2 separate regions of the Mus musculus genome follow, and region 2 is linked to region 1. The links are chromatin contacts, called in public HiChIP or PLAC-seq maps. All regions are on one chromosome and are shown on one strand. The core of a region is the stretch at or near the end of the contact, and the rest is flanking DNA. Distances in the headings are between cores, read along the strand shown. Region 1 holds the start of Man2a2 (mannosidase 2, alpha 2). Region 2 overlaps Alpk3 (alpha-kinase 3).

Region 1 (3,713 bases), core at 437-2,936:
CTACACCTTACTGCCTTTTTATATCCCCCTTTTTTAAAAAAATTAAGTTTTTATTTATTTATATGAATACACTTTAGCTGTCTTCATGCACACTAGAAAAGGGTCTTGGATTCCATTACAGATGGTTGTGAGCCACCGTGTGGTTGCTGGAAATTGAACTGGGGACCTCTGGAAGAACAGCCAGTGCTCTAACCACTGAGCCACCTGTCCAGCTCCCCCACCCCTTTTTCCTGTTTCCGTAGCATGTAGGCTCTCTTCCTTCTTGGAGGCCACTGTAGTTACAAACTGCTTGATTCCTTCTCTCTCTCTCTCTCTCTCTCTCTCTCTCTCTCTCTCTCTCTCTCTCTCTCTCTCTGTGTGTGTGTGTGGTGTGTGTGTGTTTGCAGTCACTGTGGCACATATGTAGGAGATCAGAGGAGTCTTTCCTTCCACCACGTGGACTCTGAAGATCACACTCAGGTCATCAGGCTTGGTGGCATCTTTACCCACTGAGCCACCTCACTGGCTTCTGGGTTGCTATTATTTTTATTTTGAGACAGGGTCTCACCATGCTGCCCAGGCTGGCCTGGGACTCACCAAGATCTGCCTTATCTCTGTTTCTTGACTGCTGAGGACCTGGGTTCTGGGATGTTTTTATAAGGACAGGATAATCTGCTTTCTAAGGGCTCTGCCTTCATGAGCTAATCTTAATCTTATCAAAGCCCCACCTCCCGATATGGTCAAATCTGGGGACAGAACTTCAAGATGTGAACCTGGGGTTAGGGGTAGTCTACAACAGAGAGTAATATTTGTTTTGCTACGTAGTCCAGGCTAGTGTCCGTTTGCTGGGATCCTCTAGCCTCAACTTCCCAAGAGCTGGACTTTTAGTGGGCCAGCTCAGTTTCAGGCAGTAATTTTAGCAATCTTTTTTTCTTTTGAAACAGGATTGCAAATGTGTAGTCCAAGATAGCTTCGAATTTGTGTCAATCTGAGACAGGAGGATTTATAGGTGTGTGCCACTACGATCTAGCAAGCAATCTCCCCCCCCCCCCCCCCCAAGTAGCTATGGCTGTCCCGGAACTCAAAATGTAAAACAGACTGGCCTCGAATTCAGAGATCTCCCTGCCTCTGCCTTCCAGGTGCTGGGACTAAGCACGGGCTCCTACATCCATCCAAATATTAATCTTAAAAGGAAGAAAAGTGTGGAATTTGTGGAGATGTTCATTGCAGTATGGTATCTTACGCTGTAAATTGGAAACATGGATGCTCAATAAACCTTTAACCGGATGATATGCATTTCGCCCTTAGTGTCAGGAAACCCAGAGCCACCCGGAACTCACAAAACCTAGAGGGAGGCACTATTCCTTTGACTAAGAAACATCACTATTGAGCCAGGCAGGGAGGCCACGAAGCACCGCACGGTTTTGCCCTTTCTGCTCCTGCCTAAATCTTACTCTTGGAAGACCAAGAGAAAAAACAAAAACAAAAACAAAAAAAACAAAAACACAACAAGAAACAGTGGCGCGACCTTGCTGGGGTTCCGCCACTCCCGCCCTGCCGGGTCAACGGCTGCGCACAGCCGCCCCGCAGCCATAGCGGACCCCGGCACCGACCCAGCGGGAGGCGACCGAGTCGGGTGCCAGGGGGCGCTGCGGAACCCGGCGGGGGGCGAGGCAGCGGCGGGACCCGGCACTAGGGGACGCTGCGCGCGGTCCCCCGCGCCCCTCCTCCTGCCGGGCGCACCGCTCGGCCCCGTGGAGGCGGGAGCGCGGGAGCACAGGCGCGGGGCGAGCGCAGGGAGCGCGCAGCGGCCCTGGCCCCCGCGGGAGCGCGGCTGCGGGGCCGAGCAGGGGCGGTGGGTGGCCAGGCGTCCCTCTTAGCCTGCGCAACTGCCCGCGCGCGGGCCGCGGTCCCCCGGGATGCGAGCAGTGGCGGCTCGGCCGGCCGGGTCCCGAGCGGCGCGGAGGCCGGCCGCGTACGGTAACGGGCCAGGCGGGGCGTGGGCGAGGACTCCAGCCTGCAGGCCGCGAGCGTTGCGGCCCCCGGGTGCCGGTTGAGCCCCGAGGGCCGGAGGGGGGCTGGGCGGGCCGGAGGAGGGGGGTTACATCTCGGCAGGTAATTGCCCCACGGTGACCCAGCTCCTGCTCCCTAGCTCCGCCCTCTTTGGCCCGGACCCAATCTCCAGGGACTAAAAATATTGCCCGGAGGCTCCTGAGCGGAATCAGATCGCATTAAGTAGGACGCAGGCTGAGGTGACTGAGCTTTTCAGCACCAGGGCCCGAAGAGCAGACTCCAGAGAGCGGTCCCGCCCACGCGCGTTCAGCAGCTAGCGTCCTCCCTCCTCCGGCAGGCAAGTGGGGACTCGCGGGCGGTGGCGGCAGGCACTGTGGGTCGTCTCGAGTTGCCCCGTTTCGGAGCCGCTGTGCCTGGCTTCCGCTACCCTGGGGACTTTATCAGTCTCGCCGCTAGCTTCCTAAGAGTCCCTTTAAAGCACTCTGGAAGCCAGGACTGGAAGTTTTGCACAGCAGGAATCAGTACTGATGGGGACAATCCTAGAACTGGGTTGCGTTAGAAACATGGGCATTTCTTTTTCTCTTAAAAGAAATCCATTCTGTATTCTCTGAGATAGGATCTGGGCCAGGCACTGTTTCTGCTGAGTTCCAGTCAGCCCCAGGAGGTCACAGGGGAGGCAGGGTGTGAGTGTGTGTGTGTGGGGGGGTTGTCTGTCTCTCCAGCTGGTGATTGTACCCCTAAATCAAACAAAATAAAACCTCTTGTATTTATGTATACATCTGAAGGGAGGAAACACGTGGCTTGGGAGAGCCTTCTCAGAGTCCTGAGCAAGCTGTTTGCAATCAGTGGTTGTGTAATGAAGTGTGGGTCAGAGTTGGGGCTCTGTTATCCCTGTTTGTTTGTTTGTAATGTGTTACATTTATTTATGTGCATGTACGTCACAGAAAACATGCGGCAATCAGAGGACAATTTGTGGTAGTTGGTTTTCACCTTCCACCATATGAATCAAATGAATCGCTTTGGTTGTCAGGCTTGCCTGCAAGTGCCTCTTTACCTACTGCACCCCCACACTCCACATCCTGGTTTCTATAGCTTGGGCTGAGGGGAATCAGAACTCCTCTCCTACAGGACCAGCCCCAAATATATGTGCTACTTGTGTGTTGGGAGTCATAACCAAGATTTGGTACTTGAAAGCTTACTTGCTTTTTTACCCAGAGTCAAGCAAGTAGGTTGGTTCTCCTTGGGAGTCCACAGAGCGTTTGTTAGGAACACCAACAGAAGGGTTTTGCATGCCAGAACTACAGGTGGTGTCTCTCCTGCCAGGAACGTGCCTCCTGGGTCAGTATGAAGCTGAAAAAGCAGGTGACGGTGTGTGGGGCTGCTATCTTCTGTGTGGCCGTCTTTTCTCTGTACCTTATGCTGGACCGAGTGCAGCATGATCCTGCCAGACACCAGAATGGTGGGAACTTCCCCAGGGTGAGTCACACCTTGTTCTCTTCTTCAAATGCAAGTCACCTGGGCTCAGGAGAGTCTTGTCAGCACAGGACAAGAGCACCCCCCCACCCCCATTGTCTTAGAGATTGGACCTAGAGCCTCCTCATGGGCATGCGTGCATATAACACTAACGATCTACAACTGAGTTATGTAGCTGTAGCCCAGGGACATTCCTAGGCAGATTTGTCTTTCTTGTGGAGATGGATGCCCAAGGACTGGCGCATGCT
Region 2 (3,713 bases), core at 378-2,877, 700 kb before region 1:
CTCACTTGTGGCTGTCAGAAGCACGTCTGCCCTGGCCTGGGGAGATCCCAGACACTGGCAGAAAGCACAGTTCACCAGGTAGATCAACTCAGTAGTAGAGCCCTGCCCTCTAACTCCAGAGAGTGCCTGGGCGTTTCCACCCAGCTGACTCCAGGTCTGATGGCAGGATCCAGCGCAGGGCCCTCGGGAGGGCAGAGAGCCATGCCGGCCCCTCTCCCTCACCTGTACAGCTGCAGGGTGTGACGGTTGCCTTGATGAGTGATCTCGTATTTTGGCAAGCCACAGTAACGGTCCAGTTCTATGTCATCCTTGTACCAGGTCACCTCTGGCTCTGGGTATCCTGACAAGGAAGCAAGAGATTGAATAATAGTAGGTGAGATCCAAAGTAGTGGGAGGAGACGCAGAGGCAAGGGCTTCGAGCTGTCTGAAGAGACTGGACGGTTCCAGTGCCCCGGGCCCTCCGGAGGCACTGTCCCTGTCACTCAGCTCAGCTTCAGAAAGTAGGATCTGTCAAAGCAGAAAGCATTCTCCCCTCTGACTGAAAGGATGAGAACTAGGGGGAAGAGACTTCTTAGCTTTCAACTAGAAGAGAGATCTTTTATTTATTCACTTATTTGTTTATTTATTCATTTATTGGTCTCTTTGAAACTGGGTTTCTCTGTGTAGCCCTGGCTATCCTGGAACTCACTCTGTAGACCAGGCTGGCTTCAAATTCACAGGGATCCACCTGCCTCTGCCTCCAGAGTGCTGAGATTAAAGGCACATGACACCATCACTTGGCTTATTATTATTATTATTAAGACAGGGTCTTTCTATATAGGCCTTGCTGTCCTGGAACCATGTAGACTAGGCTGGCCTTGAACTCACAGAGCCCTGCCTGCCTCTGCCTCTGAGTGCTGGGATAGAGATGTGCGCCACTGCACCTGAGCCTGCAGAAGCCGTCTGTGGAGCTTTTTATGCCTTGTCTTCCATCTCTACTCCTGTTTCCTCTGCTACACTTGAACTGTCCGTCGAAGTCAACTGTGACGTGCACATTGCTAAATCGCTCGTTGATCCTTAGGCCTGACTGCCTACTTCCTAGACTGGCTTTAGCTGCTCAAGGAGCAGCAAGGACCCCCTGCTGTTGCAACCTCTAGTCCAGCCCTCTCCTCTCAACTCCAGACTGTACATTGACTTCATATCTGCACTTGACGGCCTAGCAGGCCACAGGTGTGACCCATCCGACTCCTTATCCGTATCCCAAGCCTATTCACACACAGCTCAGTAAGGGGACAACCCATCCCCCAGTGTGGCTCAGGCCACAGCCCCGAGTCCTCCTTTTTCCTTTCTTCTCACACTCACCCTGTCAGATAGTCCTACAGGCTCACCCTTGGGAGCAGACCCAGGATCTGACCATTTCCTGTCACATCCTAGTCCCCACCACTTTCATGCCCCACTTGGGTCCCAGGGAGACCTTCCTTGATGGCCTCGCTGCCCCTGTCGTGGCCTCTCTTCAATTGGAAACGCCACAAGCAGAGTGTGACTTCAGATCCATCTACTCTCAGCCACACTCAGAGCACCCCAGGAGCCCCACCTCACACAGGCACACACAGTCTGCACCCTGTCGCTGTGGCAGTGACCTGATCTCATCTCCCTCTCCCATTTGTGAGCCGCACCCCCGCCTCAGTCTTGCTGGCTCACACTAACAGCCCAGGAGGCCACATCCTGCGCCACTCTGCTTCCTGTCTAACTCCTCACAGAGGCCTTCCAACAGCCTGTGCGAGCCTGTGGCTCTCTCCCCTCAGCCTTGCTGTCCTCCCTCGTCTTGCATCTTTCTTCCTAGAGCACACTGCCATGAGACACACTGAGCTTGTTAATTTGTGTGTGTCCTGTCTGTCACAGTGTGCCCATCACAGAATATCGAATATTGGCTTCGTGACAGCGGGGACTTATCTGTGTTCGTCAATGCTGCATCCCCAGTTCCTAGAATAGTGCCTGGTAATGCAATCCACAATAAGTAAATATTTACCAATGAATACATCAACTGTATGGAGAACTATGGTCCAGAGAAAGAAGCGAGCTCCTTGGCTGGGGATTTGGTCTTGGATCAAGTAATACTGAAGGCATGGGTGCATACCCCCAGTCACCAGCCCCTCCCCTTCCCGCCACTAATCACACCTTAGCTTAGCTCCTTGGCCATCTCTCCTACTAGACCCAAGACTCAAGTGGGCAGGAGCCATCCTGTGTTCACTACCGTATCTCTATCGCCTGCACCAGTGCCTGCATAGCGGTTCCTCCATAACCCCCTGTCAGAGGAGCAAGCAAAGGAGTAAGGAACAGGAAACAAACCCACGGGAGCCCCATCCGAGGCATATGAGGAAGGGCAAAGGGCAAGCAAGGGAAGTCGAACATCAGCGGGGAGCAGGGGAGGCAGGGCTACAGCCGGCTGGGCCAGGAACAAACTGGGCTGTGCTGGCTGTAAACTGAGCCCTGTGTTTCCACTGTGCGCTAAAGCCCTGGGTTACATCACTGTGCGTGTGGCTAGGGCAAGCACAGGTGCTCTCACCATCTTGTGGGATGATCTCACCCACCAGGGCCTTGGAGTCTTCTGCCTCATGACCTGCCCGGGAGGGACATCCTCAGCCTGCAGTCCAAGAGAGGCTGGAGTGGGGCAAAGGCCTGGGACAAGGAGGGGAACAGGGAGTGGCCTACACAGCTGAGCCTGAGCCACAGGAACACCCCATAATTCTGCCAATAATGGGGATCAGGGCTTCATAGCAAGAGTGGCTTTGAAGCTGGGCGGTGGTGGTGCACGCCTTTAATTCCAGCACTTGGGAGGCAGAGGCAGGCTGATTTCTGAGTTCAAGGACAGCCTGGTCTACAAAGTGAGTTCCAGGACAGCCAGGGCTGCACAGAGAAACCCTGTCTTGAAAAACAAAACAAAACAAAACAAAACAAAACAAAACAAAACAAATGGCTTTGAAAACAAGATTATTTGTAACGTGCTGGTTACTTCCTGGGTGATGGTTACTATGTTATATAAATACACAAAAGCTCAAGAGGATTATGTCCTTAACTCAGCTCCACACATACTTCCATGCATGGTACACATATGCAAACACACACGCAAACAGAGGGAGAGGGAGAGGGAGAGGGAGAGGGAGAGGGAGAGGGAGAGGGAGAGGGAGAGGGAGAGGGAGAGGGAGAGGGAGAGGGAGAGGGAAAGGGAGGGAGAGGGAGGGAGGGAGGGAGGGGAAAAGAGAGAGAGAGAGAGAGAATGAACTCTGGGAGAGTTCAAAATAGAACCTGAGCCTGTAGCTTTCCCCTGCCCCTTCACAGCCTATGGTCTGCTGCACAGCTAGCAGGCTCACCTAGGGAACCCAACTTGGACACCCACTGTCTTTTCCAGTCACTCCTAATTTAAAGAAACTCAGAGTCAGACAAATAGGAGTTTAGAGTTTTAAGAGAACTAACTGTCAGATATGGAATTTTCCCTGGTTCCTCTGAACTCAAATTGCTCACATTTATTGAGGAAGACTTAACTGTGTGCCAGAAGCCAAGAGACAGTCCTCACGCATGTCCCATCTACTCTCAGATCAGAATGCTCCTAAGGATGTAGTCACAATCCCCAGTACAAGACATCGAGACCCACACCCAAGGTTTAGAGCTCTTGCTGCACTTGCAGAAGCCTGGAGTTCAGTTCCCAGACCCCACGCAGTCCTGCAAAACCACCT

Evidence for each region. HiChIP or PLAC-seq counts read pairs in DNA pulled down with a chosen protein or histone mark.
Region 2: an H3K27ac HiChIP or PLAC-seq map of T-cell acute lymphoblastic leukemia shows a contact between it and region 1, with 4 times the contacts expected there. The contact joins the enhancer-like site here to the promoter of Man2a2 in region 1. A contact is called at or near these places in 1 of 39 promoter capture datasets (liver), 2 of 15 datasets of contacts at CTCF or cohesin (embryonic stem cells and large pre-B cells), 2 of 484 Hi-C or Micro-C datasets (both in embryonic stem cells) and 3 of 115 datasets of contacts at active chromatin or transcription factors (T-cell acute lymphoblastic leukemia, double positive thymocytes and embryonic stem cells).

What each region holds. Positions count from the first base shown.
Region 1 is chr7:80,369,348-80,373,060 of GRCm38.p6, reverse strand. It overlaps Man2a2 (mannosidase 2, alpha 2), which reads left to right and starts at 1,686. Exons shown (of 24, transcript NM_172903.4): 1 at 1,686-1,959; 2 at 2,132-2,329; 3 at 3,316-3,468. The coding sequence starts at 3,337.
Region 2 is chr7:81,073,500-81,077,212 of GRCm38.p6, reverse strand. Alpk3 (alpha-kinase 3) reads right to left here. Exons shown (of 14, transcript NM_054085.2): 4 at 223-340. Among named protein-coding and RNA genes, the nearest start is that of Alpk3, 18 kb to the right of the region's middle. Within about 2 kb of position 1,627, at least 100 of the 459 cell types and tissues checked have an H3K27ac peak or open chromatin away from gene starts, as enhancers often do. A contact at or near this core is called in T-cell acute lymphoblastic leukemia, double positive thymocytes, embryonic stem cells and 1 more, where this site is marked.